5 separate regions of the Mus musculus genome follow, and all the other regions are linked to region 5. The links are chromatin contacts, called in public promoter capture Hi-C maps. All regions are on one chromosome and are shown on one strand. The core of a region is the stretch at or near the end of the contact, and the rest is flanking DNA. Distances in the headings are between cores, read along the strand shown. Region 1 holds the start of Tdg (thymine DNA glycosylase). Region 2 holds the start of Hcfc2 (host cell factor C2). Region 3 holds the start of Nfyb (nuclear transcription factor-Y beta). Region 4 holds the start of 1700028I16Rik (RIKEN cDNA 1700028I16 gene). Region 5 holds the start of Ric8b (RIC8 guanine nucleotide exchange factor B).

The links. Promoter capture Hi-C pulls out the DNA fragments that hold promoters and counts their contacts. Capture Hi-C pulls out chosen DNA fragments and counts their contacts.
Region 1: a promoter capture Hi-C map of adipose tissue shows a contact between it and region 5, with 3 times the contacts expected there. The contact joins the promoter of Tdg here to the promoter of Ric8b in region 5. A contact is called at or near these places in 1 of 39 promoter capture datasets (liver) and 1 of 9 other capture datasets (adipose tissue).
Region 2: a promoter capture Hi-C map of liver shows a contact between it and region 5, with 2.4 times the contacts expected there. The contact joins the promoter of Hcfc2 here to the promoter of Ric8b in region 5. A contact is called at or near these places in 4 of 39 promoter capture datasets (the C10 cell line, hippocampal neurons, liver and 1 more) and 1 of 9 other capture datasets (liver).
Region 3: a promoter capture Hi-C map of liver shows a contact between it and region 5, with 3 times the contacts expected there. The contact joins the promoter of Nfyb here to the promoter of Ric8b in region 5. A contact is called at or near these places in 1 of 39 promoter capture datasets (pre-B cells) and 2 of 9 other capture datasets (adipose tissue and liver).
Region 4: a contact with region 5 is called in a promoter capture Hi-C map of liver, with 4 times the contacts expected there. The contact joins the promoter of 1700028I16Rik here to the promoter of Ric8b in region 5. A contact is called at or near these places in 3 of 39 promoter capture datasets (the HPC-7 cell line, liver and pre-B cells).

What each region holds. Positions count from the first base shown.
Region 1 is chr10:82,628,531-82,631,230 of GRCm38.p6, forward strand. Tdg (thymine DNA glycosylase) reads left to right here and starts at 1,308. Exons shown (of 10, transcript NM_172552.4): 1 at 1,308-1,508. The coding sequence starts at 1,486.
Region 2 is chr10:82,697,826-82,700,525 of GRCm38.p6, forward strand. Hcfc2 (host cell factor C2) reads left to right here and starts at 1,289. Exons shown (of 14, transcript NM_001368720.1): 1 at 1,289-1,481. The coding sequence starts at 1,319.
Region 3 is chr10:82,762,872-82,765,571 of GRCm38.p6, forward strand. It overlaps Nfyb (nuclear transcription factor-Y beta), which reads right to left and starts at 1,270. Exons shown (of 8, transcript NM_010914.2): 1 at 1,133-1,270. It also overlaps a transcript of Hcfc2 not described here.
Region 4 is chr10:82,810,685-82,813,384 of GRCm38.p6, forward strand. 1700028I16Rik (RIKEN cDNA 1700028I16 gene) reads left to right here and starts at 1,439. Exons shown (of 3, transcript NR_038042.1): 1 at 1,439-1,675.
Region 5 is chr10:84,916,181-84,918,880 of GRCm38.p6, forward strand. Ric8b (RIC8 guanine nucleotide exchange factor B) reads left to right here and starts at 1,433. Exons shown (of 10, transcript NM_183172.2): 1 at 1,433-1,645. The coding sequence starts at 1,562.

The sequences.
Region 1 (2,700 bases), core at 58-2,557, 2.3 Mb before region 5:
ATAAATAAATAAATAAATAAATCTAAAAAAAAAAAACAAACAAACTCTTAGAACCTCCGAAAGTCAAGTATGGTGATACATGCCCTGTAATCCCAGTCAGTATGCAAGAGAGTGAACAGGAGACTTGCCTCAGGTTGAGGCCAGCCTGGACTACAGCTGCAAAGCTCTAAGCCAAGTCAGGGGTACACAGTTTTGTAATTATCTCAAAAACCAAAAGAACCTCCGAGAAATCGAGGTGAGATTGCTGTCTAAGGTTCTAAAGCAGAGATGCATCTAGCATCTAGGCGAGTGTTTGTCCATCTCCAACGTAGACAACTGTTTATGGAAATCTTTGTAATCTACCAAGAGCTTCCCCTTACAGATTAGTAAACTGAGGCCCAAACATTGGTGGCTTCCAATCTTAGGTTTTCCAGTTCCAATCAGCCCTACTCCTCATCACAGGAATTGACAAGAAAGACAATTGAAAAGAAAGAATGTTGTTTTGTGTAAGGCACAATATTTATTTATCATTATTATAATTATCATTTTAGTTTTTCACGACGGAGTTTCTCTGTGTAGTATTGCCTGTCCTGAAACTCGCTCTATAAACCAGGCCAGCCTCGAACTTAGTTCTGCCTGCCACTGTCTATGCAAATGCTGGGTCGCCCAGCCAAGACACATAGTTGCGGGGGAGGGGGTGGTTGTTTTCATTTTAATTTAATTAACTTTACGTCCCGTTCACAGCCCCACCCCCACCCAGTCCCACGCTTACAAATCCTGCCCCCTTCTCTTCTCAGAGAAGAGGAAGCCCCACTTGGGTAAGACTCTGGTACATCTAATCTCAGCAAGTGTAGGCACATCCTTTCCCACTGAGGAAACACGCAGTCCTCTTCCCCCAGTCCGCGCTGGGTCCACTGGCAAGGAACAGAGACCTAGACAGCCCCTGTTCCACTTGTAGGGGACTCACACGGACACCAAGCTTCACATTTGCTACAAACGTGTAGAGGGGTCTAGGTCCAGCTCCTGAAAGCTCCCTGGTTGGTAGCTCAGGCTCTGTGAGCCCCAAGTCAGGTAGCTTTTAATCCGCACAAAATTTGAGGTGAAAAGACATGAATTTGCCACCACGCATAATACATCCTAAAGGCCATCACCCTTAACCCACACCTTCAAGGAAACTTAGAGCCCACAAAAGCTGACGTCAGCCGGGCGCTCCCCATCCTCGCCGAGATCCACGTTTCCCGAAAGGCTAAGCGGCGGTCGGGGCGCCCCGAAAAGGACACGCCATTGGCCTGGCCAGCATCACGTGATGGCGAGGCCGCCGGCCTCCTCGGAGGGGGACGGAAGTGCGCTGGGGACTCGCCGCGGTGATGTAGCAGCGTGGGAGGGGCCGAGGCCAGCGCCGTCCATCCACCGGCCGCCCCGATCCTGTGGTGAGTCCGCGCGCTGAGCGGCAGAGCGGGCGCCCGTGGGCTCGGCAGGAGTGGCCGTACCCTCGGCGGCGCCGCCATGGACGCAGAGGCCGCGCGCAGGTAACGCGGGCGCTCGCGGCTGGGGTCGGTCAGGGCCGCGGCCCGCACAAAGGCCGGCTTGCGCGTGCGCAGTGGGGACCTCCCCGCTCCCCACACGTCCCCCCCCCCTCCCAGGTCCGCGCACGTCCTCTGCCTCCCGTACCCGCGAGCTTTAAAAGGTGGTGTGTGCCCGGCCGCAGCCTCCGCCCGCGCGGTTCTTCACCCTCCGTCACCGTGGACTGTAAAGGCGAAGCGGGTACCCTGTGGCCGCGGTTGCTGCGGGGTCCTTCTCATCCTCGCGGGATAGATACTATTGCTGTGGAGTGTGTATAACACGCTAAGAAGTCAATCTGTAGATGTCTTTCATTCTGGGATGGTCTTTAAAATTGTCCCTTAGTGGTAATGGGGATGTCAGGGCGGGCCTGACAAAGTATAGGTTTGGGGATTTAGACTCTTCGCAGAAAGCTAAGAAAAACAAAATGGCAAGGTCTTCGCAGGTAAAAGGAATGGAGATTTAGGTATTAGCCCTGCCTGGCGAAGAATTAGCTTGCCTCTAAGTGGCAAATGGACATTGAACTTAGGCAAGAGATTCTGTCTTCAGCCCGCCTTCCCACTCGACGGCTGTATTATGGTACATCTTTGAGCAGATTGACGGGGGCTGATGGCAGTCCATGGGAGTTGAAATGAAAGTCTGGTTTACCACTCAAAGATCCAAGGGACACTGCAGAAGGGCCTCTACTCACAGGACAGGTAGACCTATCTTAAAGCCTTTACCAACTACAGGGTGCCAGGGACCTGCTGGTGAAAGTGGGAAATATGCCGGCCCAACTTTCAGAGGGGTTTGTAGAACTGATAGGTTGAACTGGAGTCTACATAAATACATGCTGAATGGATGCAATAGTGAATCATTAACAAAAAGAGGCACAATATTACATGTGTGTGTACGTGTGTGTGGTCTGTCTCTCTCTCTCTCTAACCCAAGACTAAATAGTGTGTGTGTGTAAGACCTTGATGTCATACTACTGAAATGATTTAAAAATGAACCCAGATTTTTATTATTATTTGGGAGTGTGTGGTTGGGGATTGAGCCCAGAGCCTCCAGTGTGCTAAGCAAGCTTACCACTGAGTCATGTCCCTCAGCCATCTTCTTACTCGTTATTTTGAAAGGTCTTGCTGTGTTGCCTTGGCTACCCTTGGCTTCACTCTGTAGCTC
Region 2 (2,700 bases), core at 39-2,538, 2.2 Mb before region 5:
TCTTTGATGAGTACAGGTGCGTTGCCAGCAGGTATGTCTATGAACTACAGACCCACCTGGTACCTGTGGTGGCCAGAAGAGGGTGTAGATCCCCCAGAACAGAGGGTTCCAGACCATTGTAAGCAGCTATGTAGGTGCTGGAAATCAAACCCAGTTTTGTTTTTGTTTTTGTTTTTGTTTTTGTTTTTTTGATACAGGGTCTCTCCATTTAGCCCTGGCTGTTTATTCACCATGTAGGCCAGGCTGGCCTCAAACTCTTACTCCTGAGTGCCATTCAACTCTTTCAAGGCACAAGGCTTGTGGCACTTTGATATAGCAGGCCTACAAAATAGACTCTTTCCAAATTAACACTGAGTTTGCAACTTTTAAGGGTTTCCCCCTTAGTCTTTTTGTCTAAGAATATTAACAACACTATAAAAAGAAGCCTCCGCATGAAAATAATGACCTGCTGTGATGGTCGATATTGCTGATTTGATACTATCTAAACTTACTTAGGAGACAAGCCCGTGGGCAGGCCTATGAGGTTATCTAGATCAGATTAATTAAGGTGGGAATAGATGTAAGGTTGAAATAAATTAAGGTAGAAATAAACTGGGATGCCATCCTGGACTAAATAATAAGGCAGCCCGGTTCCAGCATCCGTGGCTCTCTGCAGATGAAATTCCACCAGCCACTTCCAGCCAAGCCTCTTCATTATGATGGGCTTCTCAGTGAGGGGAAACAAACCCTTCTGTCCTTCAAAGGTTTTTGTCAGGGGATTTTTTCACAGCAACAAGACAACTAATACACCTAAATGAACCGAAAATCACCTTTGGGGTTATCTTTTGCTGTGTAGGCTTGTCACCTCCAAATCTGAGCCGTGCTCAGGCCCTGCACTTAGCCACCGTGTCCACTGTCCTTGTCCTGCAGTCTGGGAGACCCTCCTTTGAGATGACAGATTTGCCTTAGGCGCTCCCTGTGCTCTCATCACTTGGGACCTACACGGCAGGCAGCTCTTCTCCAGTGCCTGTGATAACAGTTTCCAGGGCGTGACGCTCCTACACAGAAGATGCTCCAAGTGGACCTAAAGGACAAAGCTGTAACCTCCTCCCCGAACACCCCACTGAAAGCCACAGAGAGGAGGGTTGGCAGGGTTGGCGGGAGGGGCTCCATCTTGGCGGAGCCCCGAGGGCCACGTCGCCACGGGCTGGGGGGGCGGGGCCCGCGGGTCACGTGCCGGGCCTCCCGCGCACAGCTGGAGGCGGCGCTCGTCCTCCCCACGAGCCGTGGAGCCCGTGGCGCGCGGGGCATTGTGGGCCGAGGGGCGGGGGTTGGGAAGATGGCGGCTCCCAGCCTCCTCAACTGGAGGCGGGTTTCCTCCTTTACCGGACCGGTGCCTCGCGCCCGGCACGGACACCGAGCCGTGGCCATCCGGGAGCTGATGATCATCTTCGGCGGGGGCAACGAGGGCATCGCGGACGAGCTGCACGTCTACAATACCGGTAGGCGGCGGCTCGGCGACCCCGCCTCGGGACCGCGGAGGGGGAGGGGAGGAGCGGCGGACGCGGGCCTGACAGCTGTCACCGCCGGGTCGCCGCTACCCCAGCCGGGCAGGCGGCGGGGGAAGATCGGCTGGGTCGGCAGCCCGAGCTCGCAACGTGTTGGAAGGCGGCTCGGTGCTCGCGGTTCCGCGGGCTGGACGTGACTCCACCGGTAGACATCGAGACACCCCGGCCCATCCCTCCCCGTGGACCCGAGACGGCGGGTTCCACGGCTGGGCCTCCACCCTAGGGCCGGTCACTTAAGGGGTGGAGATCCCGCCAGTGTCAAGAACAAAACCCACCCCAAGGCGGGCCTCGGTGGTCTTTGCCTTCCCCCAGCCCCCTTCTTAGAACCTAGAGAGTTGAGGGGCGGGGAGGTTCTCCTGGCTGCCTCTTCAGCGTAGGTACAGTTAGTACCGGGCGGAAGCCCGCAAGACAGTTCTCTAAACTCGCGGCGGAGAGAGTTGTGGGTGAACGCGGACTGGTCTCTGATTAGCCGATGTCTGTAGTGTATGTGCTCTGCCCTTCCGGGCTGGTCCTCGCCAAGGGGCTGTCATAGCTAAGGCACCGCTGCACAGCTCGAAGTGTCACTTGTTAAGGGGGCAGGTCTTGACCTCCGTGCTGGTTGAAAGTATATTTTCTCCACTTACAAGTAGTCTAGCAATCATAGGAAACTAGTTAAGGCTAGATACTGAATTTGGTGTCGTTTTAGTTCACAACCTACAACTTTGATGAAACAACTTGATCACAGTAGTCCTCTAAAAGCTAAAAACGGTAGGAGAAATTTTGTTAGTTTTGACTCTCCTCAGTACTCCAACAGAAAAAGTTTTGAAGATGTTTGATTTGGTATAGTGTAAATACCCTGGGCTTAGAAGAAATTGGGTCTGTTTTGAATCTTGCTTTGGCAATTGTTCTAAATCAGCATTAAAGTTACCACGTCTTTCTAAATCACAGGTTTTCCACTTCTTTAATGGGGGGTGACACCAGGATTTTTTTTTAAGAGTACAATGATGCAGAACAGGTTTTCTTTTCCTTTTTCAATACAGGTTTCTCTGTGTAGCCCTGGCTGTCCTAAGACTAGCTCTGTAGTCCAGACGGGCCTCGAACTCACAGAGATCAATGAGCCCCTCGGCCTCCCAAGTGCTTTACTCGGACTAAAGGCATGTGCCACCAGTGCCTG
Region 3 (2,700 bases), core at 20-2,519, 2.2 Mb before region 5:
CATATGGAAAGCATTTTCTTCAGGGCAGGTTATAATCTGTGTAATAGCTCAAGGGAATGCATACATCTGCTTGGTGTTTGAAGAAATGCAAATCTGTATCCAAGAAAAGCAGATTCCCTTCCTCCAACCTCCTTTCTTTGGCATCGACAACCACAGCTTTGCATCGATAGAATCCTTAAATTAAGCTACAAAGAGCAGTGCAGAGGAGGAATCATTTGCCTTTAAAGGAATTCTGGTTAAACTCTCAGTATCTCATCCATAAAGCTCCTATTTATTAATGCCACTACTACTGACCAGTTGAGCCATCACTTTCTGTTACCGATTAGTTTCCTTACTGAGAGCTGAAGCCACTCGGGTGATTTGTGGCACCATCTACAAAAACTAGGGTCTGTGAAGATTAGCGGGATGCCATTTTTTTTAAAGGTCGTCTGCTACCTAACCTTGTCTACATCAAACAGCCCTCTTCTAGACTTTAGGCATGAAAGGATCTGCGGGTGCTCCGTAAATTCTTTGTTCTCGCAGACCCTCCCGCCCCCCCAGCACGGGTGACTGAAACCTCCGTGCAACCTCCAAGGCTCCCTTCCCACCTTCGGGGCAAGTCCGGGGCGAGCCAGGCGCCAGATGGCTGCATGCTGTAGGCGCGGAGCGGGCCGGGGGCCCGCCAGGCCGCTCGTTCCTCGCAGGGACCCGCCGCCTCGGCTCGCAGGTGCCCGGGCGGCCCCGCGGAGCGCATCCCCCCGCCGCCCGTGCCCAACGCCCGCCGCCGGCGGGATGCGGGAGACAAAGCGGCCGCTCCGGGGCGCAGCGTTCCCCGCCCGCCGGCTCCCCGGACAAAATGGAGCCGGCCCGGGGCTGCCGCCGCGAGAGCCCCGCAGCCGCCCGGCCCAGCCCGACCGCGGCTCGCGGCCCCGCGCACAAAGCGCCCGCCGCCCCGCGCCCGGCCCGGCCCGGCCCGGCCCGAAGCACAGCGGCCTCGCCCGGAGGCCCGGCCCGCCCGAAGACTGCGGACTGCGAGTGCCCCCGACCGCCGCGGCGTTGGCGGCGGGGACGGCGCCGGGAGGAGACGGACATTTCATTCGAGCTAAAGTGGAGTCGGTTTAGGAGCGATCATTGGCCGAAGCGAGACACAAACCTCCAATGCAGCCCTGGTTGGCTCCCGTCTCCAATCGGCTGTTTGGTTGGACAGAAAATGGCTGCGAAGGAACCAGTCCCAGCGCGGAGCTCCACTTCCAGGACTCGGCCTCCCCTCCCTCCGCCGCGGGCCGCTTCCCTCTACGTGACACCCTCCCTCCGCGACGCCCGCGCCCGAGGCCACGCCCCGGTCCGCCCCCGGCCCCGCCCCGGAGCCTCTGAGCAAGGCGCGCGGTCCGTAAAAGCGCGCGGGCGGGCTCTGGATGTTCGCTCTTCAGGGCGTCCGAGAGGCCGGCGTTCTCATCCAGAGCTCCACGCGGAAAGGCTTGCTCTGGCTTCTTTCTCCTTCCAGCTCCTCCTTCCCCACTAACCAGCGTCTCGCCCGCCTGAGTTCAGCCCCGGAGGGGATCTACACCTGAGCTACTTTCCAGAATGCTTTAGGCACCTAATGTTTTCTAGGTATCCCTCCAAGCCACCTCAGGCACACAGCGTTCCCTCTCAAGTCACAGTGAACAAAGATGTTAGTTTTTCATTTTAGCACACCATCCCCTTCCTCCAAGTTTAACAGGTAGGCTGTCCCAGCCGACTTCCACCCTGTACCCTGGTGCTGTGTTCTGGTGTTAGGTCTGCCCTACCAAGTTGGCTTACTACCTAAAGTGCTCATTTCCCAACCAGATAACACTGGGCTGCAAAAACTCATGGCCTCTGTGCATTTAAGGCCTTCCCTGTCGGCCTCACTGAAATCTGGATCAAATGTCCCTTGGCTACCATTCTCCCTTGTGGTGGTGATCCAAAATGTCCTGCATGGCCAGCCACTGCAAAGTACTGCAGGATACCTGCACCCAGATAGATGGAAAATTATTGTCCTAGGACTTAACAAGGATAAGTAAGCAAGACTGAAAGTTCTAGGTCAGCCAGAGATACATTAAGACCCTGTCTTTAGAAATAATAGTATGGCTGGGTCAGGCAGGTGCACGCCTTTAATTCCAAGACAAGGGAGGCAAATCTCAAGGCCAGCCTGGTCTACAGAGTGAGTTCCAGTACACCAAGGCTACACAGAGAAACCCTGTCTGAAGAAACAGAAACTGTAGTAGTAATAATTATAGAAGGCCCTGGTGTTGTGGCTTATGCCTTTTAAACCCATGACTGGGGAGACACAAACAGGAAGATTGGAAATTCCAGACCATCTTGGGCTCCCTAGTGTGTGTGTTCACGTCCAGCCTGGGCTACATAATCGGACTGTATCTCAAAAAAAGAAAAAAAGGTGTTTGGGTGTATATTCCATATAAGTATGTGCATAAAGTATACAGAAAGATTGAAATATGTTATTTATTGATATCCCGCTGTGTCTAGAATAAATAAATATTTCTCAGGTAAATAAGGAAGCAAGAACAAATGAGTCTTTCTCGGTTATTTCAAGAGGAGTTAGGAGCACCACCACCTGAATCTACCAAATTCTAGGACACCCTCCTCTTCCTCTCCCTTCTTCTCTTGTTTTGGTTTTGTTTGTTTGTTTGTTTGTTTGTTTGTTCCAAGGCAGGATGTCTCTGTGTAGCCCTGGCTGTCCTG
Region 4 (2,700 bases), core at 189-2,688, 2.1 Mb before region 5:
GTCAGAGGTCAGAGGGGAGACTAGAATGTTCTTAGTGGTCAACGCAAAAACACGACTGTCATCTCAAAGGGCACGAGACACTATGACTGACTATGACCAGAGACCGCAGCTAGCCTGGAATAACGTGGTCCAGTGCAAAAGCTGCTATGTGAATTTTTGTAGTCTCATGGTTATGATTAGATAATCATAAATCAAGACCTTACTAGATACGTAGGTGGGTTTCAGCAATGCAAGGAAAACTCTTACAGGTTCGAGATGCTATCTGCCCATGTGTTCAGGCACACATGTGTAACCCCACACACACATACATACACACACAGGGGAAGGAAGAATAAAATCAAGAGTAAACATAGCAGTGCATGCCTATCTGTATATATATATATGTATACATATATATATATATGTGTGTGTGTGTGTGTGTGTGTGTGTGTGTGTGTGTGTATGTCATATAGCACACACGGGGCAAAAAACAGAGGCTCCTTAATTTAAGGTCAGCCTGGGCACTACATAAACTCTGTCTCAATAAATAAAACCTTAAAAAAAAAGGCAGCTTATTTTTCAAAAGCAGCATGGCAGGATGGCAAATTACCCCACTACCCATTGCCAGATAAGGCTGTGGGAGCAGAGTGGTCCCAAGTTCTTTAGAACCAAACTAAAGAACTAAAGCAAAACTCGGTTACCAAACAGTTTAGCAAGTTTCCAGGTGAGCCCTGGTTAGACACAAGACCCTACCTCAAAAACCACAAACATATTAGTAAAAAGCATCCAGAGGCACGGCTCAGTATAAAGGTGCTTGCCATCAAACCTCAGGAGATGAGTTTTAGTTTGATCCCCAGGACCCACATGATGGAAGGAGAAAACTGATCCCTGAGTTTTCTGTTTTGTTTTTACAAGACAGGGTTTCTCTCTGTAGACCAGGCTGGCTTGAATTTACAGAGACCCACCTGCCTCTGCCTCCCTCTAGTACTGGGATTAAAGGCCTGGATGTGCCACTACCGGCTGGCTTGAGTTGTCCTCTGACCTCCATATGACCTCGACATTAACCATGACACCTGTGGGCTACCTACACATTTTTAAAAAGTCAAAGAAAACAAACAAGTGTATGAGATCCACGGAAAAGCAAGCTGCTCCCAACCCCCATCCTCTCCCACACCCATCCCCATCCTCGCCCACTCCCATCCTCATCCTCACCCCCCCCACCCCCACCCCACCCTCACTCCCATCTCCATCCCAATACTCTCCTCCTCTCCCTCTTCAGGCTAGCTCTGTTGGCGCGGCCCATCGCTTATCTCTTCCCTGGCCGGCAGGGGGCGCGCGCCCTCCGCTCGCCATCCTCCTCCTCCTCCCGCGCGCGTGGACCGCCCCCCACCCCCCTCGCGTGCCGGGCTGCTCGAGAGCAAGGAGGAGGGGGACCGGAGGCGCGGAGGGCAGGAGCGGCGAGGGTGTGTCAGGTACGGCCGAGCAGCGCCTGTCCACGCTGCCCCGGCAGCGCGCTCCTCCTTGCTCTCGAGCAGCCCGGCACTGCCCTCCCGGAGCTTCCGAGGAGTCGGCTGCTGGGCCGGAGCGGAGAGGGGCACAGGTCGCCAACGGGCCGCCCTGCCTCAGCCGCAGGTTCTCAAGGGCGTTGGTGGCTCCACAAGCTCGCCCGCCCGACCTCTCGCCGCCCCAGACCCGTGTAAGCATCTCCCGCGATGGTTTCAAGTAACCCCCATTTTACAGGTGAAGAAACCGACGCTCCAAGAAGTTAGGAAACTTGCTCACTCAGAAATCTGCCTGCCTCTGCCTCCCGAGTGCTGGGATTAAAGGCGTGCGCCACCACGCCTGGCTGTTTTTTGGGGGTTTAAAAAGATACTTTATAAACAGGTAGAAATATAAGCCAAGTTACTCCCCAAGTTACCCAGGCCAGAGTGGCAGAGCTGGGACCCAAGCCGATGCCATTGGGCTGTAGGTCTCTGGCTGTGATCATTGGTTACACGGCCTCCCCCACATCCTTTATAGGTCCCAAAGGGAAATAAAACACTGAACCCTGGCTTCTGCCGAGATGGTGAGATAGGGGCTCGCCCCACGTGGGATGCATAGCTGATGAGGGAAGGTTGGTAGGGTGTCTGGCGCAGGGTCCTTCCCTGCATTCCAGGTCAGGGAGCCCCAGGGAAGGACAGGAAGGCAGAGGACCTAGAAGAGCGCTTATGATGGGGAAGGGGAGGTCTTCGGAGGGATAGGACAGTACCCGCGTGAAGGGTGGATAGCTCCTGTGGCCATCGCTTCAGTTTCTTCTCACTTATCACGAGGGAGTTGGAGATGTGTTCTAAATCGATTTCTGTGAGGCACCTACTCTTACTAGGTGGTTTTTTTTTTTTGTTTGTTTGTTTGCTTTTTGTTGTTTTTTAAGATTTATTTATTTTATGTATATGAGTACACTGTAGCTGTCTTCAGATACACCAGAAGAGGGCATCAGATCCCATTACAGATGGTTGTAAACCACTATGTAGTTACTGGGAATTGAACACAGAACCTCTGGAAAAGCAGTCAGTGCTCTTAACCACCGAGCCATCTCTCTAGCCCTCTTAACTAGTTTTTGTTTGTTTTTTTGGGGGGGGTATTTATTTATTTTGGTTTTTCGAGACAGGGTTTCTCTGTGTAGCTGTGGCTGTCCTGGAACTCACTCTGTAGACCAGGCTGGCCTCGAACTCAGAAATCTGC
Region 5 (2,700 bases), core at 183-2,682:
ACTTAATATAAAAACTATGCATTTTAAATTTTCAAGACTGCTCATTTTAAAACAAGAACAGCAGGGCTGTTCATGGTGATGTCCACAAGAACAGACCACCCAGTAAGGTTGGGACTTGTTTTGGGAGCCACTGTATCCACACTGTATTGGATAATGCCCAGCAATGCACAAATTCTCAAATATTTAATTTTTTGAGATGTTGAGTGAACCCAGATGAAATGTAAGTGGCTGGCACAGAACTAACACTTGGAGAATATGTGCCTCCATCACCACTGACTCCATGGATACTCTGGTTGTGTGATATTTACATCTTTGGGAACGACCTGGATTCAAATCTCAACTTTCTCAATTACTAAGTGCAGAGCTAATTTCCCTGGGTTCAAATCCCAGGTATGCCTCATTAATTCTGAGCTTCAATTTCTTCATCTGGAAAATAGAAATAAAATATATATGTATATATGTACATACACACACACACACATATACATACATATAATATAAAATTATATATACATAATCTAATAATCTATCTCCAAATAATATCTATATAGATATATAGATCTCTCCAAATTTCTTTATCTGTTGTGATTCCTTAGGGTTCCACAAAGAACTGTGTTCAATTTCCCATGTTGCTGTAGCCTAGTGCATAACAGGACTGCAACCGGGTGAGGAGGGTGAGCATTCCAGAGACGGAAACCGCTAACTGAGCATAGAGGGAACTCAACCTGGCGCTGACAGCCACTACCAAGGGTCGGCCGTTTCGCCATCGTCAGTAAGTCCAACCAGCCGCGTCTAAGTGCAGGTCAGAAAAAAGAAAAAAATAAAAACCAAAAAAAAAAAAAAAAAAACCCAAAAACAAAAAACCCAGTTAAACCCCAGTTTAGACCCTCCCACCAACGAAGGGTCCCTCCGCCTCTGGCCTCCAGCGGTCGCAGGATTCTGGTTTCCGGCCTTTAGGGAACTACATTTTCCAGCATGCCCTCTGGAAAGAGGGAAGTCTTTTGCACTGGATGACTACCAATTCCGGCATGCTATTCAGTTCACTAATAACTCAGATGACAGCGTGGGATGAGCCCATTGCATGTCGGGAATTGTAGTGTAGAAGCGGTAGGCTCGCAGATGGGCGGGGAACAGCCCGCCAGTTCTCGTCCGCTATGGGGGAATGATTCATAGAGTGTTAGGAGAGACAGTTCTGCTCGTGGAAGCCCGCTGCGAAGCCCAACTCTTCCCCAAGGCTGGCAGACCTAGGGGAGTAGGCAGGGCCTGGGCCTGACTCAGTCTCTGGTGGCTCCTCAGGCCTCCACCAAGCCCCGGGCCTTGTCAGGGGAGGCCTCCGGGCGCCGGTTGCTGGGGGAGCGGTGACGTCGCGGGGTGAAAGTTGAGGGGCGGTGACGTAGGGCCTGCCCGGGCGGAGGCTGGCGGGTTGGAGGCTGGAGGGAGGGAGGGAAGGAGGGAAGGAAGGAAGCTGGGAAGGAGCGAGGTAGCGGGGGCGCGAGGCGTTTACCTGGGAGGCAGCGGCTGGGGCGCGCACAGCGGCTGCGGCTCCCCCGCACCTGCGGCCATGGATGAAGAGCGCGCCCTCTACATCGTCCGGGCCGGCGAGGCGGGGGCTATCGAGCGGGTCCTGAGGGATTACAGCGACAAGGTAAAGAACTCTGGCCCCGGGCGTTCGCTGTCTTGTCCCCCCTCCCCCCGGGCCGCCTTCGGGGCTTGCACTTCGCATCCTCCCCATCCCCCTCATTCCGGGGATGCGCATTGCTCTCCCCCGAAAACGTTTCCGGCTTGGGCATGCGTGTTTGTGCCCCCAGCCTTTCCCACTCGTTCATCCTGCATCTACCCATTGCCTCCACTATAATGCCCACTCCGATTTCTGGCCCAGCAGCCTGTCCTGTGGTCTTCTTCCTAAACGTGCAAGGCACACCCCCAGAATCTGTAGATGCGCGGCTGCCCAGTGCCCCGTTCCTGGATGCATAAAATGCATGCGAGGCTTTCTCACCTGTATAGTGTGAAAATACATGCTTCTCTGCATAAACACGGCCCTTGTCATGCACAAAACATATCAGCAACGATGGCAGGTCTTTGTGTACCTGTACCATTGTATGGTTTACCAGGCATTGATGTCTTTTATGTGATCTCCTTTGATATCCTCCAAGTGCTTATAAAGTAGATGGTATCAACCTTCCCATTTCATAGATGAGGAAACCGAGGTGCAAAGAACTGAAATCACGCCCCAAGGTCATGGACATATGTTGCAAGTGGGTAGAAAATCCAACTCCTAATAATACCTGTTATTTGTATCGCATTAACAGCTTTTCTGTTCATTATCTCATTTAATCTTGACAGCAATCCTGTGAGGTATTATCTGTGTTTTGCAATGGAGCCTCCAGATGGGCTAAGTAACTAGCCCAAGGTCATTCCTGGGAGCCAGAGCCTTCCCACCTAGGTTTTCAAACTATCCATTCACTGGTCTTTTGCTACAGTGATCGGTATCTTATTATTAATACCACTTTCATCTCTGGAGGAGCTCTCTCTCCAAGTACCATTAGATCTTCCTTTTCCTTTCAGCAGTTTCTCATGTTTGCTTTAATAAGTAGCCTACCTAACACCTTTAGGCTGTTTGGGAGACTTGTATGACTCTCTTCTCTGAAGACCCATCCATCACCAAGTTACACCATATACCTAACAGGTACCTTACTGTTC